Regions from separate parts of the Hordeum vulgare genome. Here region 1 is linked to region 2. Evidence: chromatin contacts called from public Hi-C data. All regions are on one chromosome and are shown on one strand. The core of a region is the stretch at or near the end of the contact, and the rest is flanking DNA. Distances in the headings are between cores, read along the strand shown.

The links. A called contact is a pair of places that touch in the nucleus more often than the background predicts.
Region 1: a contact with region 2 is called in a Hi-C map of leaf, with 4 times the contacts expected there. The contact joins the promoter of LOC123443921 here to the promoter of LOC123439988 in region 2. A contact is called at or near these places in 3 of 6 Hi-C or Micro-C datasets (leaf and seedling) and 1 of 1 datasets of contacts at active chromatin or transcription factors (embryo).

Annotation. Positions count from the first base shown.
Region 1 is chr3H:382,763,521-382,768,141 of MorexV3_pseudomolecules_assembly, reverse strand. LOC123443921 (mitochondrial import receptor subunit TOM7-1-like) reads left to right here and starts at 1,695. Exons shown (of 1, transcript XM_045120486.1): 1 at 1,695-2,367. The coding sequence starts at 1,791. The coding sequence ends at 2,039. It overlaps LOC123443920 (beta-adaptin-like protein A), which reads right to left. Exons shown (of 11, transcript XM_045120485.1): 10 at 4,458-4,621; 11 at 3,297-4,038. The coding sequence ends at 3,748.
Region 2 is chr3H:381,996,905-382,001,203 of MorexV3_pseudomolecules_assembly, reverse strand. LOC123439988 (heat stress transcription factor C-1a-like) reads right to left here and starts at 1,757. Exons shown (of 2, transcript XM_045116583.1): 1 at 1,304-1,757; 2 at 224-1,101. The coding sequence starts at 1,552. The coding sequence ends at 367.

The DNA of each region.
Region 1 (4,621 bases), core at 446-2,945, 770 kb before region 2:
CTATGGCATTGATTTGATCCAGAAGTTGTGCTCGAGCGCCGAAACGGGGGCAGCAAGCGGGCAGAGGTACGGCCGCGGAGGCGGGTGGGTTAAGATCGACAGCAGTGGTGGTTGAGGTCGTCCGCGACGGCGAGTGGTGTCGCAGCGGCCTGGGCACAGGCCAGGGTGGACCAGGGTCGACGCGATGCGCTCGAGCGCCGCAACGGGGCCAGTGAGCGGGAAGAGGTACGGCCACGGAGGCGGGTGGGTTGAGATCGACAGCGGTGGCGGTTGAGGTCGGCCGCAGCAGCGAGTGGTGTGGCGGGGGCCTGGGCACAGGCCAGGGTGGCCTAGGGTCGACGGGAGGAGGCGATGCGCACGGGTATAATTTTTGCAGCGAATCGTTTTTTTCTTTTGCGTTGCAGATAAATGATTGAGCGTGGGTTGAATAACAAAAATTACAGGGGCTTTCTTATAAAAATGCCACGGTGGGTTTTCCGACGGAAACAATAGCCGCTTTATTATTAGGTATAGATTTACTTTTTTTAAAACTTTTTATCTATTGAATAATGCATTGAAATCATGAATTTTATCGTTGTGTTTCTCGGATGAGATCATTGAAACTAAATCCAATGTTAATAATTTTGGATGAACTTTTTCAAAAAAAATGAAAACTAAGAGAGAAAAAAAAAGATGAAGTTTTTGTCAAAAAAACATAGACTAAAAAGACAGGAAACTAAAAGTCCAAAACCCAGAAAAAAGGAAACTGAAAGCACAACTTGTCTTTCACTTTTTTGGGGAGCACAACCTATGTTTCACTTTGGAAAGCACAACTTGCGCTTCACTTTGGAAAGCCCAACTATGATTTTCATTTTTGGAAGAAACCCAACTACATTTCACACAGAAACATAAATATGTTTTTTTAATTTCAAAGGAAAACACAATTGTACTTTACAGAAAAACACACCGCATGCTTCATTTTTGGGACGAAGAACAAAAGCATGATTTGTAATCCCTCGTCCCAAAATTCTTGTTATCGGTTTGTCTAAAAATAAATATATCTAAATACTAAAATGTGACTAGACGCATTCATATCTAGACAATCTAAAACAAAAAAATTAACATGGAGGGAGTACTTCACATGAAAGCACAGTTGTACTTCGCCTTGAAGTATAACTGTGCTTCACCGTGAGCACAACTCTGCTTCTATATTTCACATGAAAATCACATCATAAAAATTTTAAACAATAAAACTTGGAAAAACAAAGCAAAATCTAAAGATCCAAACAAGAAACGGAAAGCTAAAAGAACCAAAAAACCTGCAGAAAAAAAAAACTTGAAATGCAATAGCACCGCCATGCGTTTCGTGTGTGCGCTAGAAAGGCACACGAACATGCTTTAAGAGTGTTCGTTGGAAAGCCCAACGAAGGAATGCTCGTGGGCTAGTCGTTCATAGCATCACTATCCAAATTAATTGCCGCACCTCTAATACAACTTTTGCGACAATTAATCTAGATCGGTGTGAGTATCTTTTTTTTTAGAAGACTCACTCATCTATCATGTCCACAATGCCCCGCCCCTGGTTAGTTGGAAAGTTTGGCCCAATTCAAAGATAAAGCTAGCCCAATAGCATTTGAGGACCCATGAGAGGTCTCCCAGAGAGATACTAACACGAGACGACTGGCCCACTAAGCAGCCAATATTAACCGGAAACAACGCACCAGATCAAACGACCGAGAGATCAACACATCCCCAAAGGGCACAGCTCTAGGGTTTTCGTCCAGCGAATCGAAGAATCAAGAGGAGTCGCCATGGCGTCGCGGCCGTCGCTGAAGCCGAAGCCAAAGGGCAAGGGTGGGAAGAGGGGCTCGTCCGCGGCCGAGGACGAGCAGTCCACCGCGGCGGTGGCGGTGCGGCTCGCGAAGGAGTGGAGCACGTGGACGATGAAGACGGCGAAGGTGGTGGCGCACTGGGGCTTCATCCCGCTCATCATCGTCGTCGGCATGACTAAGGGAGACGAGCCCAAACCTAGCTTGCTCCAGCTTCTGTCCCCCGTCTGATCCAATTCCTGGCGAGCCCGACTGGATCGATCCATCTCCTTTTAGTAACTAAAGTTTTTTATGTTTGTTGGATCTTGGTGGTTGAGTTCTGGATCCATGGGTGGTGATCTTTTATCTGCGTCTAATAATGTCATGCGGTCGGATCGATCCTGGATTGGATCGGATCTTGTTAGATACCTGAGATGCTACGGATCTGTTTTTAATATGTTATATGGTATGTTTAACTTTCAGTGTAGTTGTCTGAGTTGTATTTTTCTGCCTGATGCGTGTGTATTACTTTGATTGATTATTAAAAGTAAGCAATACTAATTATAGCTGTGTTGCGTAATTTGGGTTGTCTTGGTGACTAACTGCTCATTCATTCGGCCTACATGCTAGCAGAAGCTTTGCTGCTTCAGCAGCCTAGATGGATTATTATTTTTTTAGTGTAGCCTAGATGGATTTATGGAACATCAAAATACATGCCAGTTGATTGAGGCCGTGGCTAATGTTGTTGCTGGACACAATTTATACCTGATATAACCATCGTCATTCATTTGCCCTGTGACACGTGTGGCACGAAGCACGTCACTAAGCTTGTCATCTGAACAGAAAGCGGCTTGTCATCTGAACAGAAAGTTGTCATGCTTGACAACTAAAGTTCATCTTTACATCACTAAACTTATGACCTAAAATGTTCAGGGTTGCCATGTGTATGTGTTCATGTCACACATCTGGCTTTTTTCCTAGCAGTATTAGTTACTTCGCGAGATTAAATGGTTGCGGTTTTAAATGAAAAAATGCTTCTTATGAAAAAAAAACTGCCATGTTACTCTGAAGTTGTCATCCCCTCGCACAAAACTGCCAAATCGTTCAAAATGTGACCATCCATGTTCAACGGCTAAGACTATTCATAGTGAGAGTTAACATAGATGATAACATCACACATCTAACAAAATAAATGATGTAGCATGTAATTAATGAAAAAAAACATATAAATCACACATAACAAGATAAAATGAGTCTAGAAGCTAATAAATAGTAACACATGCATGTTACTGATCCAAATTACTTAGTCTAAGAGGGTCCTTACCATCAAGGCATGTACAGATAGTAAGCAGCATTTAACTATTACCACGTAGAAATTTTTGTGACAACGGTTTTGCCGTTGTATGGTGTCTAATTTCTGACAGATTATCATATGATTTGTCTATATCACTGTCTGAAGTATTGTACATGTTCTTAAGAAGTTGATGTTTAACTTTGAATTCCAACTTATACAAGTCGAATATACTCTTGCTTTATTGCACCCTGCAAATAAATTACAGATGTCCATCTATTCTCTCCACATCAGCGGAGGTGGTATTCATCTCCAGTCCAGTAACAAGGTTACACACCATCTAAACCACCATTACCCTGAAGAAATTGGCCGCTTCACCAGATGACTGAATGAAATTGTATAGTAATGTACAGTGCTAGTCACTTCACCCACCAAAAGAAATCCCAAAAAAAAACAACCCCAGTGTCTTATCCCTGCAAAATCTAATGGTCTGATGGTACTTGCATATCACTGGGAGGTGAACGGCAAATTTCACCTGCTCCAAGCTTCTGATAGAAAGATGTACGGGAAGGCTTTGCTTGGAGGTTAAAGTAGTGGATTGCAGAGATATTGTGGCAGAGCCAGAAAAGCAGGAGCCAGATGCATCACCAAGACGGAAAATGCTCACAATCAAGAACGCCCAAATTGGGACAATACTGATTGAAACAAAGTAGAAAATGCGTCAGCAGTAGTCCCATCCTCGACCTTAATTTTGAGCTGGGCCTTCGCTGATGCTGTGTTCACAATGCATTCTACAAGGTAGACGGCAGCAGCCCCAGCTTTCTGACCATAAAAGTAGAACTTGTAATTTGGAGGCTGACCGCCTGAAGCAATGCATTGAATGTAGTTGCTTTGCATATGACGAATGAGCGATTGGGGATTCATCAAAGAAGCTGCTCCTTGTGGACTTAAAGAGCATTCCTACAACAGAACAAACCATTTAAGAGAAGAATATTTGTTAATTACAATTTCAAACTTATCAATGTGATGAATCTCAAGGGCGGACCCACACAGGAAAACGACAAACCTAAGCTGAATAGCTGATCATCACACAGAATCCTCTTGTGCAATAATACCAAAGTAAAATCACAATAACCAAATGAAACCATTGAGAGGAACATAGAACATCACTACATCAGAACTGCTAATTTCAAACTCAGCTGAGATGAGCTTCATGGACAAATTAGACAGCAGCAGCACATAGGCAATGACATTTCAGGAGCGATCACCTTCTAAAATCGTAATAAACTTGACCGGGCAATGAGAAAAAGACACAAGACTATGTTGCGCTGCCCATAATCATGAAATGTAGCAGGGACAAAAACTTAAAAGCAACACACCTGAGAAAAGGATAATGCTAGTTGGCCCCATTTCTTCTGGAAAGTCGGAGGATCTAGCACAGGCTTTGAGTTGAGGGCCAGTGCAGGAGGCGGTGGAGGTGCTGGGGTATCAGGAACACCAAGTCCAAGAAGATCATCGAGACTGAAGTTTGTTTGTGTTGAAT
Region 2 (4,299 bases), core at 508-3,007:
CTGCTATCACCGATCTAATTATTGCATCTACTCCATGTGTCCCATCATATAAGCGTCTGTTAATATGTATCGATGGAGTATTGCAACCAATATGCTACGGAGGGAGTACTAATTAACACCTTGCACGGTCGATACGCTGGTTGTTGTACAATGTCCACGCAACATTTCGTTCCGAACGTACGCAAAATGTTACACCGTCTATTGTATATGTACCCTGTAAGAATAATCAAAACACGCACCGATGCTGGTATTACTACATGAGTATAGCAGAGTTAATATAACGTTGATTTTTGTAGGCGTGTACAAATGATTGCTAAATTAGTAAGTAGAAGAAGGTAGTGCATGTGCATGCACGACGCGCCGTGTTTAGAAGAAACACTGTCCAAGTAGGCAGAACGGGAAGGGGGTCTCCACCGCGGTCCCACCGTCAGTTAGGCCCATGCCGCTGCCGCTGCCGCTGCGGCCGCTCTCGAACTCCGGCACCTGCTGCACCCCAGAGCTCGCGGAGGGCTGCTCGAAGGTTGTGAGTTTCAGTGGTATCGGCTCCGCCCATTGCCAGACTCTGACCCCGCCCATGGCCGCGTCGCCGAGCGCCAATAGCGGTGGCGGCGGCGGTGAAGGTGCGGGCTGAAGAGGAAGCGCGATGGGTAAGGAAGTAAAATCACGGGAAGGGAACTGCATGCGCTGGCGCTTCTTCTCGGCTGCCTGTTCGAGAAGGTGGAGCGAGGTGGCGCTGGGATCCTCGGCGAGCCGGGCGAGGAAGGACATGAGCCGGTCAGGCCGCCGCTCCGTCGCCTGCAGTCGCCGGCTCATCTTCGCCAGCTGCTCCCCGATAGCCGTCTGCTCCTTCCGCAGCCTCTGAACCTCCTCAAGCAGCGCCTCACTCTCCTCCTCTTCCTCTTCCTCCTCCACTTCGTCTCCCATATTGGCCACCACGTGCTGGTGCTGCTCAGCGCCGCCGACTGCAGAGGAGCAGGAGGCGCCAACACCGGCCTCGCCGCGCTTCTTGCGGCGCACGATGCGCGGCAGCAGGTGCGTTTGGCCGCGCAGAAACGACTCGTGCGCGAACTCCCATCGGTCCGGGTGCACCTTCCGGAAGCCCTGCGCAACAATTCCATCCAAGCAAATTAAGCAGACATTACTTCTAGCAAGTGTACAGTGCACGTGCAAAGCTTAGAGTACCCTTCGTACAAGCAAGTTGTACTACCATTTGAAGACCACTCCTAGTCCTTCCTTACTAGGACAACACAAGACAAAAGACGGCGGCACGGGAAGCCTCACTAGGTAGGATAGGAGTACTCACATATGTGTTGAGCTGGCGGACGAAGCTGGAGAAGTTGCCGTGCTTGAAGAAGCAGGGGAGGAGGAGCTGCGAGAAGCCGGCGACGTCCGGGACGAGGAAGCTGTTGTTGCCCTTCCCCCACCTGACGAGAGCGTCCGTCCTAGGGTCACACACCATCTGGTACGTCTTGGCCACGAACGGCGCCGTCTGGAAATCGCCGTGGCCGCACCCGATCAGCCCCAGCGCGAGCTCCGTATGGAGGCTGTCCATCCTATCTATGTACCTCCTGCGTACTTGCCTCAGGCACGGGGAGTTCCCTCTACTCTAACTCACCCGCAGACGTCAAAATCCCTCAAAAGGCAGGCAGGCAGGCAGGCAGGCAGGTGTGGTTGCTTGCAGAGAGGGGCCGGGCTACGCCCAATTAGGCTATGGTTACTAATTATGGGCAGCGTGCGTGACAGGAGGACATGGCTAAACTAATAACCCATGTGATGAGCTTACCTGTTCGGGGTAATCTATATATATAGACGTCTCTGGCGCTTGGAGAACGGGACAAGTGTCGAATTGCTGATCCTTCACATAGACTACCAGCATGTCGATCGATCCCCAGCCTTCTTGGCGTCGCCATCGCGTGAGATTTCCGGTGATATATAGGAGTACTATAATTAAAACCGTGCCGCCTTTTGGACCAGAGCGTGCTCCAACAGTGCAGACAATGAGGAGGTGACGCGCCGTCCCGATCGCATCAAAACCCAGCTAACCCAACTGCCTCGATCATCTTTTTTTTTCCTTTCGGAAAGGAACTGCCTCGATCATCTGGTGCGGTCTCTCTCAAGCTCGCTCCTCTCGATCTGGCCGCGGAGTAGGGGCTAGCAGCTTAATGGTTGCCCACTTGCTCCTCCAGCACTGTGCTGGTAATGTGATTGGTCGCCTCGATCAACTGTACACTGACTGAGAAGGTAGTACAAACACTAGCTTGTACTAGAAAAATGTAAAGGTCACTAGCTCATTCATGGACCCGATTTAGTCCGTGCTAGCGTGCCACCGGCCGACGAAACACCACCGGAAAGGGGTGAAAGGCGCGCGCTGGGTTTGGTCCTGACAAGATGCTCGCATACGTGCCACGGATGGCTGATTAATTAGCTAATCCATAGCATATATTAATTCGCGGCCAATCAAAGCGACCCGAGTGGACAGTATCAAATGATAATGCGACAGATATGGGACTATGCCTGTAGCAACAAAATATGGGCGGGCGAAAGCGGCCAGGCCCTCGCCTCATGCCCTTTACGGGATTGATCAATTAAAGTACTACGAGGCTATGATGTAGGTGTGCTCTCTTCGAAAATATCTTGTCTCCTACAAGGCTTTTGTGAGTGGATGGGAATAATTGGGATCAGTCGTGCTGCCTCCTCGCGTTTGGTTGGTGCCAAGACTCGCTGAACTCGTGCTCCTTGACCCTCTTTTCAAAAAGAGACGTTTTCTTGTATTTCCTCTGTCTTAAAATAAGTGTTGTAAATTTATAATTAAATTAGTATAAAATTTATATTAAATTATCCATACTTATTTTAAGACGGAGTGAATACTATCGACTACCTCCGTTCTAATTTATTAGTCCTCCTCGCATTTTGAGTTATATTTTAATCATGATTTAATTAATAAAATATAAATTATATATAGAAAAAATATAATCATTGACAATCACATTCAAATACAAATCTAATAATATAATTTTTTATGACATGTATTGACATTTTGATACTCAAATATATGATCAAACTTTGACACAAACTGCAACAGAGACTAATAAACCAGGACGGGGTAACACTCATCTTGTGTTCATGTGGTGTGAGGGCATCTAGCAATCAAACTTGGCAAATCTATCCCGTTAAACGCTCACGGACGTGTCCGGGCACCTCAAATCCATACAAACTCATGCAACTACGTAAAGGATGCATTACACACATCACCCAGCTACTACATTTGGACATTGCCATCGGACTACCAAAAGTTGGCATGTTTAACGTACATGCTAACTAAGGAGAGGATCATCCACAGCTGACCTTGCCCTTTCCAGCACCCTTGTTGTCCTTCTTGCAAACCGGTCGAAAAAACAGTAGGGATCGAGCCGGATGTGCTCATCGTCGGAGCTGTCAGAATCGTCATTGTCCCCCATCTCCTCCTTGGGGGGGCAGTCCGGCCATGGCATGGACCGTCCCGATTCTGCTCTCGGGGGAAGGCGCGATGCCGTTTCTTTACAATGCAGATGTCGATGGCTTCCTACTTCACAATCGCGTGCACCGTTGCATCAGCCGCCGCGGCCATGTCCGCAGCACGGCGGGCCTCGGCCACGCTCATCCTCTTCTTCCCACGGCGGGAACACTAGTCCCGGTAGCACTCATACTCGAGTGAACCAGTGATGGGGAGATTTGAAAGCTCTCGGGAGGATCGCAATGATTCAGCCCCGGAGGATCCGACCGCCCGATGTGCCAACGCAATGGAGTCACGCCGGACAGATGCATGTTTGGGTTGTGCTTCTTTTTACCAGTCCATGAATGGTCGTCTGCTCGGGCGTATGAGGGACGTTTGAGGAACCCAACTATAGACGCTCTTAGGGCATCTCCAACACGAACCTCTAAACCGGACAAAATATATGTCCAAGGAAGCATGACACGTCTGCTTAGTGGCACGGGAGTCAACTATCGAACTGGGTCCACATACATTTGAAATAGGCTTTGAACAAACTGGATGATTTTCATTTAAATTGGACCAATTCATGAAATTTTCTGCATATCTCATTAAACAAAAGCGTATGTGAAGTTAACCTAGTATAAATCTTCACCGACGCATGTTGTTGGTGAACTAAAGAATAGGGACCTTTAGCATCCTAACTTGTGCACACATGATGACGAGATGATGTATATACTTCTCGCACCTCATTGGTTACCCCAAGTGGAAGGTTGAGATGTAGTCAGCAGCAAGTTTTCCCTTACACGGAAACTTTAAGGTTTATCGAA